Regions from separate parts of the Mus musculus genome. Here regions 1, 2, 3, 4, 6 and 7 are each linked to region 5. Evidence: chromatin contacts called from public HiChIP or PLAC-seq, capture Hi-C and promoter capture Hi-C data. All regions are on one chromosome and are shown on one strand. Each heading gives the region's core, a stretch centred on a gene start, on an enhancer-like site or on the middle of the called end of the contact. The rest is flanking DNA. Distances are from core to core; before and after follow the strand shown. Region 1 holds the start of Pgam2 (phosphoglycerate mutase 2). Region 2 holds the start of Sec14l4 (SEC14-like lipid binding 4). Region 3 holds the start of Gal3st1 (galactose-3-O-sulfotransferase 1). Region 4 holds the start of Pes1 (pescadillo ribosomal biogenesis factor 1). Region 5 holds the start of Thoc5 (THO complex 5). Region 6 holds the start of Tcn2 (transcobalamin 2). Region 7 holds the start of Pold2 (polymerase (DNA directed), delta 2, regulatory subunit).

What was found. Promoter capture Hi-C pulls out the DNA fragments that hold promoters and counts their contacts. HiChIP or PLAC-seq counts read pairs in DNA pulled down with a chosen protein or histone mark. Capture Hi-C pulls out chosen DNA fragments and counts their contacts.
Region 1: a contact with region 5 is called in an H3K4me3 HiChIP or PLAC-seq map of bone marrow-derived macrophages, with 3 times the contacts expected there. The contact joins the promoter of Pgam2 here to the promoter of Thoc5 in region 5. A contact is called at or near these places in 1 of 39 promoter capture datasets (liver) and 1 of 115 datasets of contacts at active chromatin or transcription factors (bone marrow-derived macrophages).
Region 2: a promoter capture Hi-C map of liver shows a contact between it and region 5, with 3 times the contacts expected there. The contact joins the promoter of Sec14l4 here to the promoter of Thoc5 in region 5. A contact is called at or near these places in 2 of 39 promoter capture datasets (both in liver) and 2 of 9 other capture datasets (adipose tissue and embryonic stem cells).
Region 3: an HNF4G HiChIP or PLAC-seq map of pancreatic cancer cells shows a contact between it and region 5. The contact joins the promoter of Gal3st1 here to the promoter of Thoc5 in region 5. A contact is called at or near these places in 6 of 39 promoter capture datasets (the 3T3-L1 cell line, the SN4741 cell line, hippocampal neurons and 2 more), 1 of 115 datasets of contacts at active chromatin or transcription factors (pancreatic cancer cells) and 1 of 9 other capture datasets (liver).
Region 4: a contact with region 5 is called in a capture Hi-C map of macrophages, with 6 times the contacts expected there. The contact joins the promoter of Pes1 here to the promoter of Thoc5 in region 5. A contact is called at or near these places in 10 of 39 promoter capture datasets (the 3T3-L1 cell line, 3T3-L1-derived adipocytes, the C10 cell line and 5 more), 3 of 115 datasets of contacts at active chromatin or transcription factors (acute myeloid leukemia, embryonic stem cells and stem cell-derived neural progenitor cells) and 1 of 9 other capture datasets (macrophages).
Region 6: an H3K4me3 HiChIP or PLAC-seq map of bone marrow-derived macrophages shows a contact between it and region 5, with 9 times the contacts expected there. The contact joins the promoter of Tcn2 here to the promoter of Thoc5 in region 5. A contact is called at or near these places in 2 of 39 promoter capture datasets (both in liver), 3 of 115 datasets of contacts at active chromatin or transcription factors (bone marrow-derived macrophages, kidney and pancreatic cancer cells) and 2 of 9 other capture datasets (adipose tissue and liver).
Region 7: a promoter capture Hi-C map of liver shows a contact between it and region 5, with 2.1 times the contacts expected there. The contact joins the promoter of Pold2 here to the promoter of Thoc5 in region 5. A contact is called at or near these places in 4 of 39 promoter capture datasets (the C10 cell line, liver and pre-B cells) and 1 of 115 datasets of contacts at active chromatin or transcription factors (bone marrow-derived macrophages).

The regions. Positions count from the first base shown.
Region 1 is chr11:5,802,433-5,805,132 of GRCm38.p6, forward strand. Pgam2 (phosphoglycerate mutase 2) reads right to left here and starts at 1,364. Exons shown (of 3, transcript NM_018870.3): 1 at 843-1,364; 2 at 567-747. The coding sequence starts at 1,256.
Region 2 is chr11:4,030,393-4,033,092 of GRCm38.p6, forward strand. It overlaps Sec14l4 (SEC14-like lipid binding 4), which reads left to right and starts at 1,390. Exons shown (of 12, transcript NM_146013.1): 1 at 1,390-1,507. The coding sequence starts at 1,454.
Region 3 is chr11:3,982,374-3,985,073 of GRCm38.p6, forward strand. Gal3st1 (galactose-3-O-sulfotransferase 1) reads left to right here and starts at 1,263. Exons shown (of 4, transcript NM_016922.3): 1 at 1,263-1,467; 2 at 2,568-2,700.
Region 4 is chr11:3,962,632-3,965,331 of GRCm38.p6, forward strand. It overlaps Pes1 (pescadillo ribosomal biogenesis factor 1), which reads left to right and starts at 1,344. Exons shown (of 15, transcript NM_022889.3): 1 at 1,344-1,429. The coding sequence starts at 1,406.
Region 5 is chr11:4,893,992-4,896,691 of GRCm38.p6, forward strand. Thoc5 (THO complex 5) reads left to right here and starts at 1,352. Exons shown (of 20, transcript NM_172438.3): 1 at 1,352-1,387. It overlaps Nipsnap1 (nipsnap homolog 1), which reads left to right. Exons shown (of 10, transcript NM_008698.3): 10 at 1-210.
Region 6 is chr11:3,930,626-3,933,325 of GRCm38.p6, forward strand. It overlaps Tcn2 (transcobalamin 2), which reads right to left and starts at 1,419. Exons shown (of 10, transcript NM_015749.3): 1 at 1,351-1,419; 2 at 768-962. The coding sequence starts at 831.
Region 7 is chr11:5,876,887-5,879,586 of GRCm38.p6, forward strand. Pold2 (polymerase (DNA directed), delta 2, regulatory subunit) reads right to left here and starts at 1,370. Exons shown (of 11, transcript NM_008894.2): 1 at 1,306-1,370; 2 at 1-103. The coding sequence starts at 46.

The sequences.
Region 1 (2,700 bases), core at 114-2,613, 910 kb after region 5:
CCCTTCCAGGCCTGTCTACTAGCCCTTGCTCTTCAGTTAGGAGCACCACCACAGGCCTAAGATTTTAAGTAGCTCCATATTTCTGCACTCTGCTGCCTTTTTTTAGCCTATAGAAGACTGAGAGGTGGGGGAACACATGGTTCAGGTCTGTGTGGGTGGATGGACTATGTATTGTACCTGAGGCAAAGGGGCCTCAGAGTCAAGGCACTTTGTACATAGACTTGAGAGAAAAAGAGGAAATGCAGGCAGCACCAGGAGAGAGAGCAAGAGTTTTATAACAGCTCAAGTGGCTTGATTCAGCAGGAAGCCAATACTTGGCGTTGATGGCCAGAGCTCTGACCTCTTTCCCCAGTGGGTGCCAGAAGCCTGCTCTACCTATGATCAGCTCCTGTGGGGTGCCTCAGCTATGCTGTCTGTGCTGACTACATAACTGGAAATGGGACAACACAAAGTATTACAAAACTCCTGCCTCCATCAACTTCTGAAACCCTGACATCTGTAAAATAGCTGAAACCAATGAACCGCAGTGGTTTCTGTCTCACATCTTTCCTGAGAGTAGGCCTCACCTTCCAGATGTTTCACAATGCCCCGAAGGCTGTTCCCATGGGCTGCAATAAGCACTCTCTGGCCAGCCTTAATCTTAGGTGCGATCTCCTCATTCCAGAAGGGCAAAGCCCGGGCAATGGTGTCCTTGAGACTTTCACAGGTAGGCAGCTCCTCAGGCTTCAAGCCTGCATAGCGGCGGTCCTGGGGACAAGGGCACAGGAACATTTCGCTTTTGTTTACTGGGTAGCCCTCCCCCCTGGGCTCCCAACCTTCCAGCTTCCCGGCATCTGGCCCACCTTGCTGATGGAGGTGTAGTAGTTGTGTTTCTCATCCATGGGTGGTGGTGGGGTGTCAAAGGAACGCCTCCAGATCTTCACCTGCTCCTCCCCGTGCTTTGCAGCCGTCTCAGCCTTATTGAGGCCTGTGAGGCCACCATAGTGCCGCTCATTGAGGCGCCAGGTACGCACCACGGGCACCCACATTTGGTCCGTAACATCCAGGATGGTCCAAAGGGTGCGGATTGCCCGCTTCAGCACCGACGTGTAGCAGATGTCAAACTCTATCTTGGCATCTTTGATAGCGGTGGCCCCCCGCTTGGCCTCCTCTGCTCCCTTCTCACTCAGCTCTGCATCAAACCAGCCACAGAAACGGTTCTCTTGGTTCCATAAGCTCTCACCGTGGCGAACCATTACTAGGCGGTGGGTGGTCATGGTGGCGGGGGACACAGGAACTCTAGGTGGCAGCTGCTTGCTTGGCCCTTTAGGCTTTATAACAGTTTTCCCAGCCCCCACCCCAGCCCTAACTGCCAATCAGCATTCCAGGAGATACAGGCAGAGGCAGGCAACCAGTAGCAGAACTGGGGGTGGGGTGTAGTCCAAGGAGCTGAACTTAAAAATAGTCTCACAAAATCATCAGCTCAGATGACAAGCCCCATAACCAGCTGGCACCTGGTAACAAGCCGCATGGGGCTGCAGAACTGGACCAGGGTGAAGGGCAGGAGTCAACCTGGGGGTGTTCTCCATGTGGAGACACTCTTGACATCAGCAGCTTTCAATCACAATTGGCCCTCTCCTGATCGGGTAGAAACAACTATTCCAGGCCCTTTTCTGATATATACATATGTTTAAAGACAGAGTTGAATTGTGTGACTCAAGCTGCAATCTCTCTTCAGTCTCTTAATACAATTAAGAACAAGCGCATCTCAGGAAGAAGTCTAGCCTAGTGTCAAGGTCAAGGGTATGTATAAGATATCCATACAAAGAGGTCAGTGTGTAAGTAAATAAGTAGGCGTGTCTGCAACAGTGATTGTTCTCTGCCCAGGTGCCTGTCCCAGCGTACATGCATTGTCTGTGTTGCTGTGTTGGTGAGACGGAGTGAGCACACACGTTTTACCAGGCAGATACCCCCACCCCACTAAGTATGGAGGATGAGGAGCAGTTGCTTTGAGAGGTGCACAGGATGAGACAGCTCCCCAGATGATACTCAGGTGAGCTAGAAGAACACTGAGGGCAGAGCTGGGAGCCCTACAGGAAGGGTACACTGGGTTGAGGTACCAGTAAAAAACAGAACACCCTAAGGGACTGGAGAGATGGCTCCTCAAGAGCACTTCCAAAGGACCCAGATACAATCTCCAGTACCCACATTGGGCAGCTCACCACTACCTGCAACTATAGCTCCAGGGGCATCCAACAGGTCTGGTCTCAGTGTATACCTGCACTAATGTGCACATTTCCTACCCACAATTAAAAATAAACTTAAAGACATTTTAGAACCTGGTTGTGCACACCTTTAATCCTACCCCCTGCCCAAGTGCTGGGATTAAAGACATGCACCACTGTCACCCCTCTGATGTTGTTTTTTTTTTTTTTTTTTTTTTTTGGCGGGGGGGAGGGGTCAAAACAGGGTTTCTCTGTATAGCACTGGCTGTCCTGGAACTCACTTTGTAGACCAGGCTGGCCTCGAACTCAGAAATCTGCCTGCCTCTGCCTCCCGAGTGCTGGGATTAAAAGCGTGCCCCACCACTGCCCAGCCCCCTGTGTTGTTTTAAAGACAGGCTCTCACTATGCAGCTTTAGCTGGCCTGGTACTTGCTATGTAGACCAGGCTGACCTGGTACAGAGGTCTATAAGGATCTGCATTACAACACCTGGCTGGT
Region 2 (2,700 bases), core at 140-2,639, 860 kb before region 5:
CCGGGCATGGTGGTAATGCCTTTAATCCCAGCACTCGGGAGGCAGAGGCAGGCAGATTTCTGAGTTTGAGGCCAGCCTGGTCTACAAAGTGAGTTCTAGGACAGCCAGGGCTACACAGAGAAACCCTGTCTCAAAAAAAGAAAAAAAGAAAAAGAAAATGTTCTATAGATTTGCCAGTAGCCTAATCTGATGGAGGCTTTCTCAAAGGTGCTCCCTCCTTTCTGATAACTTTAGCTTGTGTCAAGTTTATATAAAATTACCCAGAATACCAGACTTGATGGCCCCTGCCTGTAATCCCTTCACTGGGGAGGTGGAAGCCGAAAGATCAAGAGTTCAAGATTCTCCGTGGTTACACAGTGAGTCTGAAACATCTTGGCCTACGTAAGAACCCTGTCTTTTTTTAAAAGTGTATTTTGTATATTTCAGAATATCTGAAGTTATAATATGAACATACATGTATCAGTAGGAAAACTGAATAAAATAGTTACTGTTTCTGGTGCTAAGTCATTGAAATCTGATTTGCCGTTTCTACCTAGCACAGGCCATACTTGTTCCTGACCAACCACATCTCCAACAGACAATAGTCCAAAGGACAGTGAGCCCTTGCTTGGTCACCCCCTACCTAAAACTTAATTTGATCCATGGGACGACAGAGGGGAAAGGTGTCAGTGGCCTGTTTCACTATCTCCTCCCTGCTCAGGTGCCACCTGCTTTGCAGAAAATTCATGCCAAGGCAGCCTGTGTTTTCTCATCCTACCCAGAGAGGTCAGCCTACTCAGTGTGGCTGCCTCCCACCCTCTACCTCCCAGAGGCTCACCCCTGGGCCATCCTGTAGTTCCCGCCTGAGCTGACGGCCTTCATAGAGTGTTGAAACTGTGTGTGCCGTGCCAGGCATTCTGCTAACACAGGAGACATGGTCTTACCTAATCCCTCCTAACTTCTAGAGGTCTGGAGCCATTTGGCAAATAAGGGCTCTCCTGGCCAGCAAACATTTGTGGAGCGCAGCCTGTGTTCAAGGTCGGGGGAGGGGGGCTGGGCTCTCCTTGGGCAAAAGGACTCAGAAGTGGTGACATTTTCAACTCCCACTTGGCTCCGGAAGTGTGTGCTCCACGTACCTGTCCTTAGGTGAGCACTTTCTTAACACCCACTCCCCACACACCTACAGTCCCACCCCCTGAAAGCGCGTGAAGACCTGGAGGTGAGGGCCACTTGCTACCTCAGACTCTCAGGACACCTCTTGAGATCTGGTCACCTCTCTGTCCCCTTAAGGTAGGCTTGATGACCTGGGGCAGACAAAACAAAAGAAAAACAAAAACAGGGGAGCACTGGGTAGGGCGGGGCAGGAACAGGGATTCTCCCTTGGGGCGGGCCTCCCTTGGGGCGGGATCAGCAGCAGACCTGCTAAGTAAAGCCCTGTGAAGGTGGCAGCAGCTGAGGCCTAGCAGAGAGCACCATGAGAGGACAAGTCGGGGACCTGAGCCCGCAGCAGCAGGAGGCTCTGGCCAGGGTAAGGGGTGAGGGGTGAGGCGGGAGGGAAGGCACGGGAGCCAAGCAGAACCCAAGCGGCCCGCATTGGCTACAGCTTTATGCAGGGACTGGTTGGCGAAGCCAGCGCCTCCCGCGCACACCTGGGCTAGGACCTCTCTCTACCTCTGAGCAACTGCCGGTGTGTGTGCGTGCGCGTGTGTGCGTGTGCGTGTGTGTGTTTGCAAGTTTAGCCTTCCAGCACAGCTCCCACCACCCATCCCTGGCCTCTGTTCCCAGGCCAGTGACTTCTGCCAGGCAGATTAGGAGATCCCTGCCAGATTGCAACAGTGTTTGGTTTGGTTTCTGTTGCTCGGGTTCCCAGTCTTCTCCCTATCAGACTTACTTGTTTACTTTTAATTATGACAGAGAAATAGAGGGGCTAGGGGTCTGATTTTTGAGAGCCTCCTGCAGGCTGTACCTGGAGAAGGGAAAGGCTATGAGGAAGGGGAGTCCCATCCAGGTTCTCATTCAACCTCGTTTGAAGGGGAAGCTTAAGAATTGTGACAGGTACTGAAGGTGTTTAAGTCTGGAATCCCAAGCCTTGCGAGACAAAGACCAGAAGATTGTGGGTTCAAGGCCAGCCTGAATTTAGTGACACTGTCTCAAGGAACAAGAGATGAACGGCTTGTTTTGTAGTGTCTCCCATGCGGAAGAACCTTACAGGGAGACATGAGAATCCTGGGTGAAGGAGGGGACCTGGAGATTCAGCCATTAAGGGGTCCTTAGTGGAACAGGAAGGACCCTCTGATGAGACTCCCAGGGCTGATGGTCTCAGAAGGCACCCGGTGCCTCCTGAGTTCTTTTGGAACTGGAAACATGGTCTCTGGGAGTGGACTATGATAGAGAACCCCACCAGCCACTCCTACTTTCTCCACTAACTAAAAGTAACAAATGCTTGCTATGTTAAAACATATAGGAAGAGAAAGGAGGAAGGAGGGGGAGGCTAAGGACGGCCCAGAGCTCTGTACTGCCTTGCCCCGGATCACTTCCTTCCAGAGTCCTCCTGAGCTAGGGTGGGCCACTGTGGTCACACTTCAGACACACAGTCTTCAGTGTGGCACTGTAAGGTGGCTTCTCTCCAGGCTGAGTTAGAAGTCACCTGGAGGGGAGGATAGGTATAGCTTTGTTTTTTACAGGGCACTGGCCCCTTTCACACCCTCCAACCCCCACCCC
Region 3 (2,700 bases), core at 13-2,512, 910 kb before region 5:
CTAAGGGCAGCAATAGCCTAGTTTTCCATCCAAGTGAGGTCACTGCTGGTATCTCAGCTTGTGACCTTTGTGGACCTGTCCCCTCACTCCAGGTACCTCTGATGATGGTCCTTACCTGGAACTGTCCATGTATCATGACAGGGTCAGGGTTCTGATCATTCAGTCCTTCCCAGGACATCTTTCCCATAGCCATTCCCCAGAGGCGGTGATACCCTAAACAGGGTAGGCTGGACTTTGCCCTCCCTGAATCTAAGGACCTGATAGCCTGACAGACCTGTTTTGTATTGGCCCCATATGTGGACTTTGTGCTGCCATGGCTGCACCTCAACTGAAGAGGAAGGCAAGAGTTTTGCAGGCTTTGGCTTGTGGACCCCAAGGTCCCCCAAACTGGTGGCTTCACTGTATATGTGGGATGGGGGGAGGGGGCTCTATCTGATGCCATGTTCTGGCATGGCAGTTTCAAGAGGCAGGAACAAAGGGTTAGGAGTTTCAAAGTCATAACCTATAGCCTGGGAGGTGACTCAGGGCCCACAAGGACAAAGAGCAGCAAGCCCATTAGATATGGAAGAATGCCTGGCAGCCAGGCTGATGTGGAATTTTCCCCATTCCACGGTTGCCTAGAAATGTCGGGGGTAGTGGGACTCTGACGTGGCCCATGTGCCACCCGATGGCCAGCTGGTTCTGCAGTGCCCACAGCTGGGGTTAATTCCAAATTAGTTCCCATCCTTGGTTTTCCTTTAGGATGAAGGACAGTCTGAACTCAAACAGGCCCCTACTTACTTGCCCAGACCTCTAGAGGAGGTATCCTCAAGAGGAAAGTTAGCTGAACCATGTAAGTGACTCGGCCCAGGGATCCTGGCGCTTCTTCACCTGTTTTTCTTGGATACCACAAATGTGTTCCTGGCTCATCAGAGGGAGCTAGGAAGACCTATGTTCCACTGGATTCTGAGGAGCTCCAGTGCTGTCCATAAAAGGCTGGCAACTAGTCCTGCCCCCTTTCTCCAGAGCCCAGGCTCCCTTCCCCAACACTACCACCAAGCCCCAGGCACCCTCTATTCCCTTCTGGGCTGGCAGTAGGACAATGGACCCCTTGGCCCATCGGAGACAAATAGTCCTTGTTAGGCCGGAGGCGGGGGCGCAATATTGCGCCCCAGGGAGCTGAATACAGCTTCTGTGCCTCTTGGGCAGGCGGCGCAGGGGAGAGGACGGGAAGGGGGTGGGGGGGGGGAGGGGGCCGTGGCGCCCATTGGCTCTGGCGTCAGGGGCCGGGCCAGGCTGCTGGCCTCACCTGGCGAGTGTTGAGAGCGGGGTGCGGCAGCCGCTGCGGCGGCGGGGCGGGGGCATGGACCAGGCCTGCCAGCGCGCCGGGTCCCGGCGAGTGCGCCCCGCCGCCCAGTGAGCGCCACGGCGGCGGCGGGGGCCGGGGCCGACCCCTGCCACCCGGAGCCCAAGGAGAACAGGGCAAAGGTATGTCGGGAGGTCTTGTACTCACGCTGGCTGTGCCCTGCCTCAGCCTACTTCCTGAACATCTTGCCTACTGGATCGATGGATCGTGTTTGCCCAGCAAGGGATATAGAAATGCTGCAGAGCTGCTTCACCAACACTGTATCCTGCAGGCTCTGGCTGATTGCTTGCCCTGCTCTGGGTGCCCCTCCTCCCCTGACCCCCGGAGTCCCTAAAAATGGGGTGGGTGGGGCTCCAGAAGGTTAGCTGTTGTGCTGTGAGTTCGTTAATAATTAATCCTCTTGGACATTGTGGCCTGGGCCCTAGTGGAGAAGGAGGCAGGAATCTCCCCGCTCCTTACCTGCGTTCCCAGAAGAGGCGGCTGTCACAGTACAAACCGGGGAGAGGGGGGCCTTGGGCAATGACAGACTCTTGTGCTTGGGGAAGGCCTCTCATATGTGTGCCCCTAAGGAGGTGAGTCCAGGAGACAAGGACAGACTTGTCTAGTTAGGACAGGAAAGATCCTATATGCAACAACTACACGGTTCCGGAGCCATGGACCAGTGCTCCATAAGGGGGTCTCAGGTTGGTCTGTTCCCTTAGTGAGAGGCCAACATGAGCCTTCTCTTTTTAACCCCCCCCCGCCCCGCCCCTTCCTGAGCTGGTTGTGATGACAGGCACACATCTGGCTGCAGGGACTGACACCTGACACCAGAGGTTACTGGGCTGAGGGTGAGGATGCCCTGGAAATCTTCAGGAGGAAAGGGGTGTGGAGGGAGAGCCGATCAGAACTCAATCTCTTCCTCTCTGGAGGGGGTGAGCTGATCTGCACTGTGCCTTCAGGCTTCCTTGCTACTTATCTAGAGGGAAGATACTGAGGCTCAAGGAGTCAGTGACTTGCTGAAGGTCACACCGTTGGGAAATGGCTGAGTTCACTGCAAACCACAGTGTGCGTTTTTGTTTGTTTTGTTTTGTTTTGTTTTGTTTTGTTTTTTGGTCCCTGTCTCAGGATCCCAGCCCTACCCAGAAGTCCTCTTGCCCAAACTGGAGGAAAGATGCCTTCCTGGGCATCTCTTTTGCTTCCTGGGTTCTGTGCTGAGTTCTCATAAATCTGTCACTCACAGTGCCTCTCACTGGGCTCCAAGGAAGAACAAACAAGCACTTGCAGGAAAGCAGTGACTCACAGGACAATGGCAATGGGGGACTCTAGGCCCCCTCAGTGGCTTGGGGCAAGCTTCTTGCTTTGGTTTGACTCCA
Region 4 (2,700 bases), core at 94-2,593, 930 kb before region 5:
CTTACTGTATCAAGTATACAAAACCACTCTTATAAATACTGATAAAGAGAATGTTCATTCTTATTAAACTCATCTTTCAAAGTTACATTTCAGCTATACATGACTTTAAGCAGAAAACCAAGAATTTTTTTAACATTTTGAAGTAAAAGTAATAAAATTTAAAGGAAATTGATAAAAAAGTCATAAATTTTAACTTTTTTATAAACATGAAATTACCACCTTTAAGACTGACTTAAACCTATCATCAGATCTCATAAGTTTAAAAATTATCTTTATAGATGGAATGATATGTTTTAAATGTGCGCACAACTTTTATGTGTGTGTTGCAGATCTGAACTCCATATCCTTATGCTTGCATGTCAGGAATTCTGTCCACTGGGCCATCTCCTCAGTCCTGTTTTGTTTTCTTGGTTTTGTTGTTTTGAAACACTATCTCTAGCACAGGCTGGCCTGAAACTTGTGCTCTCCCAGCCTCAGACTCCTGTGTGCTGGGATTACAGGCACCACCATCATGCTATGCCTTCCATTATTTTTCTTTCTTTTCATTTTTGTTTTGTTTCGACAGTGCGTCACTCAATACCCTCGCTGTCCTGGAACTTAGCCTCGGACTCACAGAGATCCGTCCCTTCTGCCTCAACTCATTCCCCAAATATAAGCAGTTCCTTAGACCCTCTCCGTGTCCGTGGGAGGTCAAAGGTCGGCCTTTGCTCTATTTTATTCTAACTTGAACAAACTAGGTGCAGCTGAATCTAAGGTCAACAAGGCAAAATCTGGTCAGCTGGGTTTACAACGCCTAGCAACCGTTGCCATGACAATTGAACTCCCTTAAACTCACTGGCCTAGCATTACAAAAACTAGTAGCTTTAGGTTTAGTGAGCATTTCTGTTTTTGTTTGTTTGTTTGGTTGGTTTGGTTTTTAAAGAAAACATCAGCCAGGCGTGGTGACACACATCTTTAATCCCAGTACTCTGGAGGCAGAGGCAGGCGGATCTCTGGATTAGAGGCCAAACTACAGAGCTCTCTGAATCCCAGAAGGCTCCGGGCTGTCTGTCTCCCATCCCTTCAGTCCTGCTGTATCCCAAAATGCACTGGGGCTCGCGTGCTCAAACAACCGTGTCTAGGGTGCTTATAAAACTGCCTAAATTTCCATGTTGCTTTAAAGCTTGTCTATAGATTTTGGTAACTAAGAAAAGAACTGAAAGAACTACCACAATTGTTGAGCTTTAGAGAATTTGGTTGTAAATAACGAGGTCGCCAAAAGCACAACTTTCTCTGGATTTGTACAGGCATATTTTCAGACAGCCCTCAGCTGGCGGCGTGGGGTCCTTCAGGGCCCTAGGCAGGGCACGTGCGGGAGGAAGTAGCTCTGGTGTTCTGGCTGCCTTGAATTTCTCAACGTGGAGCTATGGGAGGTCTGGAGAAGAAGAAGGTGAGTGAGTTCCAGCGGAGGTCGGAGCTCCGGCTTTATCACTTTCCCTGGCCTCTGGGGACCGAGAAGTCTTGAGACGGCCGCCGGAGCGAACCTTCTGCACGTAGGCCCCTGGAAGCCGGGAAGAACTGTGACGGGCTTTCTGTGGAAGGAGTTGTGGAGACAGGCGGAGCCGCCAAAAGAGTGATCAGTGACCAACGGGACGTAGAATTCATTATCAAGACTTGGGACTTTCTTAATTGAGCCAGGCCCGGTCCTAGGTACTGGGAATTGAGAAGTAAGCAGTCAGATGCGGCCCCGCTTTCCCAGTGTCAACTTCAGATAAAGTGGCTAAGGGTTTTTAAGTGCGCTCCTGAGAAAGGGAGGGAGGGAGGAGCAGTAGAGTGGAGAGTATCAACAGGCGCTTAATCCGATTAGTGTTGTCTTGTAGGTCCTCTTCTGACGTAGCATTTTAGTGGAAATCAGTACTTAAAGAACACTTTAGTCTGGGGCATGAAAATGTTGGGAAGTGTGGATGGTCCCCAACCTTCCCCTAAGAGAATTCTCGGCACTCAGAGAAAGGAGAGACTAATATCAGCGTGCAGCTGTAGCTTCCAGCCGTCTCTTAGCCGTCTCTGTGTTTGATGGTTTATATGGGGTTAGGCGTTGTCACAATCTTATATTTTAGGATGACCCTTTTGTTCCTTTACAGGCTCTGGTTATGATAGTTTTATCTTTAGCAGATGGAACTTGCTATCCGTGTGATATTGGTGGTGCTCAATTCTCAAGGGAGAAAATGACCTTTTTTTTTTTTTTCTTTAGAAAAGGGGAAAGGGTGAGCAGGTTAAAAGCAGAAGTCAGTGCAGTTTTAGCTCTGTTGTCTCAGATTAGAGACAGTTTCTTCTTCCTATGCAACCTTGTTTCCCAAGTTTAAGCTTCTTAATCATAATTAATGTGAAAGCTTGCTGTTTTTCTTTTTTCATTCAGAAGTGCTTAGCAGAGAAAACAGAAGTGAATTCCACGGCCAGTAGGAAAGAGAGGCAGGTGGTGTGCAGGGTTTTGGACAGACAGTAGCATGGCTGTGAGATGTAAATAAGTGAGGTGCTGTCTAGGTGAGGCTGGGGCCGTATCATGTGAGGCTGGAACTTATTCTGAGTGGAGAAGACAAAGAAAGTAAGTGACTTGATCTGAGTTATTCTTGCTTCTGTAAGGAGACTGTGGGTATGAAGTAACTTTGGGATAGGAATGAAGAAGATGAGATGGGCTCAAGTCTTTCCTTTGACTTGCAAGTT
Region 5 (2,700 bases), core at 102-2,601:
CAGGCTGAGACCTATAGTTCCATCAAATTCTTTCTTTCCCTTCTTGACATTGTCCCCCAAACCCTCATTTTGCAGAAACACTAGGTCTGTGGAGTAGGTTGTGATTCTGGGGTCTCTTCAATGACCCCGGTACCTCATGAACCCCTGCTTAGCATGGTTGTGCTACCATCCAGGAGAATGTTGATGGAACCAAATTAAATATTTACTGTACGTTGTGGTGTTGTCTTCATCTACAAGGAATCTCAGTAGTTGTCTAAGGCAGGGCAGCTTCCAGTTGGCTGAGGGTTACACTGGCTTTGATCTCTTAGGGAGACCGTCTTCATCTTCGTCCCAGAGCAAGAAAAGGAGCTGTTTCGGCGCCACAAGGTATTCAATGTTCATGTTTGCAGACAACCAGAATTTACTCCAGAAATGCCAGGCATAGGAAACATCTGAAGCTTACAGGTACTGCACTAGAGTCTTGGGGGAAAATAAAAAATCAAAACAAAACAAAACAGTGAAGCAGGAAGCAGGTGTAATATAGGATTATGCCCCTGCCTCAGTTCCTTTCTGGGTGTAGTGACTCCGATAGTATCAAGAAGTTAGAGTGGGGGGGGGGGGCGGTGGTGGCACACGCCTTTAATCCCATCACTTGGGAGGCAGAGGCAGGCAGATTTCTGAGTTGGAGGCCAGCCTGGTCTACAAAGTGAGTTCCAGGACAGCCAGGGCTATACGGAGAAACCCTGTCTCAAAAAACAAAAACAAGGGCTGGTGAGATGGCTCAGTGGGTAAGAGCACCCGACTGCTCTTCTGAAGGTCCAGAGTTCAAATCCCAGCAACCACATGGTGGCTCACAACCATCCGTAAAGAGATCTGACTCCCTCTTCTGGAGTGTCTGAAGACAGCTACAATGTACTTACATATAATAAATAAATAAATCTAAAAAAAACAAAACAAAAATTTAAAGAAGAGTCAGGCATGGTGACACCTGCCTAAGTCCAGCGAGTCCAATGCAGGCGGATCGTAGTGACCAGCCTGATCTATATAGCGTTCAAGACCCGCAAGTGTGCTATGTAGTGAGGCCCTGAACAAAGTCAGAAGACAAAATCCACTCCTGTTCAAATGATAGCACAGCGACACTTGTGCTTTCTTGAGATACCACAAACTCACTCGAGTGAGTCGGCGGAGGGCCCACTAATTCACACTCCGGTGAAGGGGCACGAAGCACAGACTTGGACATTATCGCCCCAGTTTCCCAACTTAATAGAACTAGACTCGCCCCTTCCTTGCTTCCCAAGCTGCATCTGGCCTTCGTGTCTCACTTCCGGCCTGTGGCTCTCTTCTTCCGCTTCTCTATGGTCGCGAGCCGGAAGTGGCTACCCGGCTGGAAGGCGTGAGGAGCATTCTGGTGAGCGAGGGTAGAGGGCTGCTGGCTGGGGCTGCAGGTCCTCGCTGGGCGATCCGGGCTTGATGTGCAGACGGCACGGAGCGTGTCCGCGGGCTGGGGTCCTCACCTGTCGGGGTCCCCCAGGCTCGTGGCGGTTTTCTAGGAACTAACCGGAGCAGCATCCTCTGTCCCCATTGTAGTCTCCCGAGAGTGCTGCTGCTGGTGGTGACCCTCGTCGATGGTCCTCTTGGGCGTGTGGCAAACGCTCCTGGGTGGCGGTTGGCTTTCCCGGGTTTTCCGTGCCACCCTTGTGGGTTTTGTCAGATGAGTCCGCCACTCGTTTACCTGTCACCGGCAGCCTCCTGCGGTCCTCTGAGAGAGGCGTTACCATCGTCGCGCCGCACCAGACTCCAAGGAGTCGCAGAAAAGAGCTTTTATTGCTGGAGCAGAAAGGCTGAGAGCGCGAAGTGCGGACGTTACAAGGGCAAAGAAGCTTGGCTTGGCTTTTCTTTATGTTGTCCGCTCTATTTCCTAGCTAGCTGGCTGGACTTAGTGTATTTGCTTCATTAAATATTTTGCTTATCTTAATTTCTAAGAAAAGGAAAACAAGAATTTTTTTTCTTAAGTTATACTGCAAAGGGCTCGGGCAGTAAGAAGAGGTGCCACCTGCTCCGTTTTAATGAAGATTTTAAATGCAGTCACTATAGTCCTGTCTGTCTGGCAGCTTCTGTAGTCCAGGTTGGCTTCACATTGGTAAAGATCCCTCTGCCTCAGTCACTCAAGCTCTGTGATTCCTGATATTTACCACTATCCTGTCTCACAGCCCATCCGCCCCTCCCCCCTTTTTTCTTGGAGACGAGATTTTATTATGTAGCCCAAACTGACTTTTGAACACATTATATAGCAAAAGCTGATCTGGAACATCTCGTCAGCCAGCTCTCAGTCTGACCTGTTCTCATTGCAGGCATGTCCCGCCACACAGTTTTATGCAGTCCAGGAGATCAAACACAGGCGTTTGAGTATGCTAGGCCAGCACTCTACCAGCTGAGTAATATTCCCAACTTCACAGTCACTTTTTAAACCTATAGTTACTTTGGTAGAAGAAAACTTGGGTCTGGTCTGCATGCCATAAATAGGAAATGGCTTCCACTTGTCTTATGATATTGATATAACTGCATAGTATACATAGTATGATGAAAACATTTATTAATAAATTCTGTCTTGGTTTCCTTGTCTAAGATTCTGAGAGAGAATCCATTTCTTTTTAAATTATTTTTATTTTATGTACATCGGTGTTTTGCCTGCGTGCGTGTCCGTGTGAGGTGTTAGATCTT
Region 6 (2,700 bases), core at 169-2,668, 960 kb before region 5:
CCCGGGAGGAAGGGGAGAGATGAGACACCCCTGCTTTCTGCCTGATCCCCGGGTATGACTGTGCCTGAACCTATAACCTAAAGGTCACAATCACGTTTTGAGAGGTCCCTAGAATCTATAAGAGGTCTCTGGAGGACTATAGCCCTGGGATGACTATCTGGAGCAGTCAGGGAGAACCTTCAAGTACCTGGAATGTTTGCCGCCGCCCCCCCCCCCCATCCATTCCCTCTGGGACTTCTTCCCAAAGCCTTCTAGTCCTTCTAGTCTTTGGACATCCTTTCCCATCCTTCTCTTTGATTCGACGGACCCCCGTGGCTTTCTATTGTTGCCTCAGGGTGACTTGTTTTGCATCACTCACGGTAACCCAATTTGGCACCCCTTTTGCCCCTTTCATAGAGCATAAACCCTAGGAGAGCTGGGACAAGTCTTGTGTACTCCTGACCCTTTCTCCAAACTAAACACCGGGCCTATTAACCTATCTCAGAGAGGCCCCATGTGCACCGAGTAAATGAACAAACTGCTGGATGAACTGGGGAGACCCTGTCGGGGACAGGGGGCACGTGTCCATTCAGCATGCCCAAGCACTAAGGTCCTGTTAAAAACTGCTGTGGGAGACCTGAGGGGCAGGTAAGTTTCTCCATCCCCCACTTCCAGTTTCCAATTTCCCCAATGGACAAGGACAGCCCCCCCCCACACACACACATATATCCCCGCTCCCCTGCCCTTCTCCCCCCACCCCAGGGTCCAGACACGGGTTGGTTACTTACCACAGAATTCAGCAAGAGCCCCAAAGACTCCAGAAAGGAGCAGCAGCGCCTTCAGGAGCTCCATGGCAGGCACAGGTGGGAGGTGGGAGACTCCTGGGTCTCACCTTGAGGGCTTGTCTGACTGCAACTGTTGTCTTGCTTAGGAAGAGGCAGCTTCACTGATTAATTGTCCTTCCAACAGCCGGAAGCACGCTGCTAAATCAGCAGAGAGAAAGGGGGAAAGGTCTGTTATGGGGCAGGAGGCCAAAGAACAGAGGAAGGAAGGAAGGGCAGAGCTGCTTGTCCTCCAGATGAGAACAAAAAGGGACTCCGTGGGGCAACTCAAAGCTAACCTTATCTGTCCCGAACGCTTTAAAGACCCCGGAAGCAGCACAGAAAGCCTGGTGCCTAATCTGTCCCAAGTCTATCTGACAGTGCTCGCCGGGGTCCGCCCTGCCCCGGCTTGCACACCCGCCCCGCGCCCTCCCCCCCCCCCGCCCCCCGCACATCCCAGCCCCCTGCCCACACACACACACCCCACCCCTGCCTGCACACCCGCACCGTTGCTGCTCTGGCTGCAGACATTCAGGACTAGAGTACCTACCGGGTGCACTTCACAGGAGTCCCTGGAAAGTACTTACTTTGACTCTCGGGGTCAGAGCTGGGAAACTGTGGTGATCACGTGACGGAGCTCTCTGGCGTCAGCTGTTCTGCCAAGGAGGCGGGGCAGCTGCTGGACCCGGCCCAGACAAACAAGTCTCAATCAACCAGACACAGCCTGGGTTTCCTTGAGGCGACAGCGAAAGTTGAAGAACAAGTGAATCTAGCAAGTTGCAAAACCTTTGGGAGCAGGGCTGCAGGGCTACTTGCCCTGAACTAGGAACGTCGCTTAAAGACATCTTGGCAGAAAAAAAACATTGCTTATCTGCCCAGCCCCACTGGAGACTCGAAGGATGAATCTAGCAGCGATGGGTGACCTCTCTGAGTTTCAAGTTATTCTCTCTCTCTCTCTCTCTCTCTCTCTCGAGAGAGAGAGAGAGAGAGAGAGAGAGAGAGAGAGAGAGGGTTAAACAATATTATCCTAGCAGCAATTTCCCAGTTCCACTTGTGAAGATGTTGAGACCGTAACATGCCTCTAGTCATCTTCAAATGAGATGTTTGTTACAACTATTTTTATAGCAAACTGTCAAAGGTCACACTTTCAAGAGAATCTATTTTTGTGCCAGGGTAATTATCACAAGCTAAGACCCAACACAGATATATATGGACCTGGATAGCAGTTATTAATTAGCAGTAATTAACGTAATGCATGTGTTGTTGCTGGCCTAGGTCATGTTGTCAGAGAAACTGAAAAAGACAAAGGACTCTATCATAATGCGGGGGTCACATGTGGGGTGCACACCTCTAGCCCCAGCCACTCAGGAGACTGAAGTAGGACTGACTGGCAGCCAGCTTGAGTAACCATGAGACCCTATCTCTTTAAAAGGAGGAAGAGAAGCTGGAAGAAGAGGCGGTGGGGAGCCAAGTATGGCTCTTGGTGCACACCTATATCTAGAATGTGGGAGACTGAGGCAGGAGAATCATTCCAAGTTCCAAGCCAGGCTGGGCTACTGAGACCTCATCTCAAAACTCAGGGAGACATAAGATGGGGAGAAGGAAGAAAGAAGTGAAGGAAGGAGAGAGGCAGGGAAGGGAGAAGCAGTAATTAGCTCGGAGTAAGGCGGGAAGTCCGCATGCACGTGCATTTTGCAGGGAGAAGAGGCTCCAGTGTTGTGGGTGCTCACCAGAGAAGACTGCTCGAATGTGAGTTTGAGCCAATAGAAGTCCTTATTCGCCGGCACTGACTACACTGGGTGTCTGGGATCCCTGCGTAGTCCCTAGACTTTCTCAGGGTGAGCCTTGAAGCACAAAAACCATGTCCTGGGTTGACACATTTCAATTAACAAAAACAGTT
Region 7 (2,700 bases), core at 120-2,619, 980 kb after region 5:
GGGCGAGCAGAGTGTGGGCCCTCTGTGCTGCCTGCTCGGAGAACATGGCGGCACTCCTGGCTTGTTTGGTCCAAGCAGCTGTGTCCAGGCCGAGGAGTTATCACTGCAGAGACACACAAAGGCATTCCTGCAATCCCTTCTTGTACCCAAAGCTCCCCTAGTGTCCCAACCACGCTGTCCACAATGTGCACACATGTGTCCGGAGGTGTCATCCTATAACCTAGTCAGATACAACCTGGAGCTCGTTCCAAACCTTGTTCATCACCTCCTCCTCTCCACATTTCTACCCAATCACCAGGGTCTCAAATTCTGCATACCCTCAAATGGAATTATTGATCTGCTTCTGCCCAGCTCCCTGGGACCTCTGCTACCTCTAGGGATGCTATCAGGCATCACTGAAGAAGCCTGTCATAATATAATTAGTGATAAAAAATAAAGCATAAAGCTGCCCCTGTTTTGCTCAAAACCCCCCAAAGGTTGCTTTTCAGTAAATAAAACCCCAAGTTCTTACCACGACCTGTAAGATCAGCTCTGGGCCTCTAAGAACAGCTCCCCCCTCCTATCTGTTTCTCCTTCCAAGTGTCCCTTCCACAGCAGGGGCTCCAAGTAGAGGCCTCTCTACTCCTGCTGGGTCCTCTCCTTTTCCCCAAGGCTTACTGGCTCTTCCCTTTCAAGTCTTTCCTTAAAACTCACCTTCCCATATCTAATTGACTGCATTGCTACTTCAACTGTCTGCATCATTATCATCTCTCAAGCATTTACTTTGCCTCCTCCAACTGTTGCCTAAGCTCCGGCAGCGCAGAGGTTTGTTTTCTTGTATTGCACCCCTTCCCACTAAGATGTGCTTGGGGATGGATGCACAGCGGACTTTAGTATAAAGTATCTCAACATATTCTTCATGCGTAGTTGAGACGACAACAGGCTGGATGTAGTAACGGAAGTTTTGAACACAGCTTTCTTTTTCATTTTACTTTTTTTTTTTTTTTTTTGGTACAGCTATTACAAAGTTCAAATTCCCCTAGCTGGTTCGGCTTTCTTTAATGCGCAGCTCTGGCTTAGGGAGCGGACCCTATGAATTTGCCAAATGGGCACATGTAAACTGGATGTAAGCCAAAAACGCACGGTGGTGGCAGCGGCCCACACGGTGCTCCAGGCCGGACCCGACGGGAGACCTGCCCCGAAGCAGACACGCCCAGCTCGGGCCCATGTTACAGTTCGAAGCACCCTCAAGACCCCGGCCCGCTGTCCAGGTACCGCCAAGTCTGACCCAGGACCCACGTTAACCCCGCTCAGCAGCACACTCACCGCGCCACGCCGCATCCCGCCAATCTCTGCGCGCCCGTCCCGCCCATCGGCGCATCCAGCCAATCGCCTCCCGCCCCATCCCGCCCATCGCTGCACGCTTCATCCAGCCAATCCCCGTGCGCCCCGCCTCTGGACCGAGGAAACGCGGAGTCACGCCTCCGGTTCCCGGGACAACCCATCACTTAGCACTGGGTTTCCTGTGCGCATGCGGTGTTTGCGGCTGGGCCTCATCGGGTGAACTCCTTGGGTAGCGTGGGCCGTAGTGAGGCTGGGCGCCTGGCTCATGCTGCTCTCCCCGAGCGCTGGGGGTCTGGTGGCTCCTGTGTGGCTGAAGCTTCCCTCCCACTCTATCCTGCGCTGTGATTCTCACCCTGACTTCTCAGATTCCCTTGGAAGCATGAACAATTTCTCCCATCTCACAGGCAGGGAAACAGGCAAAATGACCCAGCTAGTGAGAAAAGCTAGAATTCACACTAAGACACCCTGACTGCAAGTGCATCAGACTTCAGTGGTAACATTGCTCCTTTTTAAAATTGCCTAATTACTCAGTCTGAAACTTATTACTTAAGGTAGGTTTCTTCTGGCTTACTAAGTTTTTTTGTTTTATTTTGAATTTATTTTGTTTTGTTTTGTGTGTGGGTGTGTTTTGCCTGCACGCATGTGAGGTCAGTCTCCTCGGAGGCGAGAAGAGAGCGTCCGTGTCACCTGGAACTGGAATTACAAATGGTTGTGAGCCATTCTGAAAGAGCTCTCAACCGAGCTTTCTCCAGCCCCTTGTTTCTGTTTTTGTTTGTTTTTGCTTTTTGAGACAAGGTTTCCCTCGTTCCTGTTTTAATAATGAATTAAATCATTTTTTTCCCCCCGAGACAGGGTTTCTCTGTATAGCCCTGGCTGTCCTGGAACTCACTTTGTAGACCAGACTGGCCTCGGACTCAGAAATCCACCTGCCTCTGCCTCTGCCTCCCAAGTGCTGGGATTAAAGGCGTGCACCCCCACCCCCGGCTAAATCATTTGTTTTTAATGTTTCAGTTTGTTGAGTATTTTTTCCTTTGTAAGCTGGGCTGAGTGCGGATTTTTGCCTACTGTCTCAAGTAGCCTGTTGCATATTTGATTATGTTGCAACGTTCTTGTGTTCCAGGAACAAACCCCATTTGATGGATTTGAAACCACTTTGTAGAATTAAAATCCAAAGTTACAATGACACAGAGCTCGTTGTTGTGCAGCCCCTTGACTGGAGCTCTCCATTTACTCTTTGGTTGCTGTTCCCTTTGGTCTGCAGGACTCTCCTTAGGATTCCTTACAGTAAATGTCTAAGGAAATGGACTCATCAAATTTTATCCCAGAATATCTTTATTTCTACTTTTTCCTTGAGACGGGTCTAATATATTCCATGGT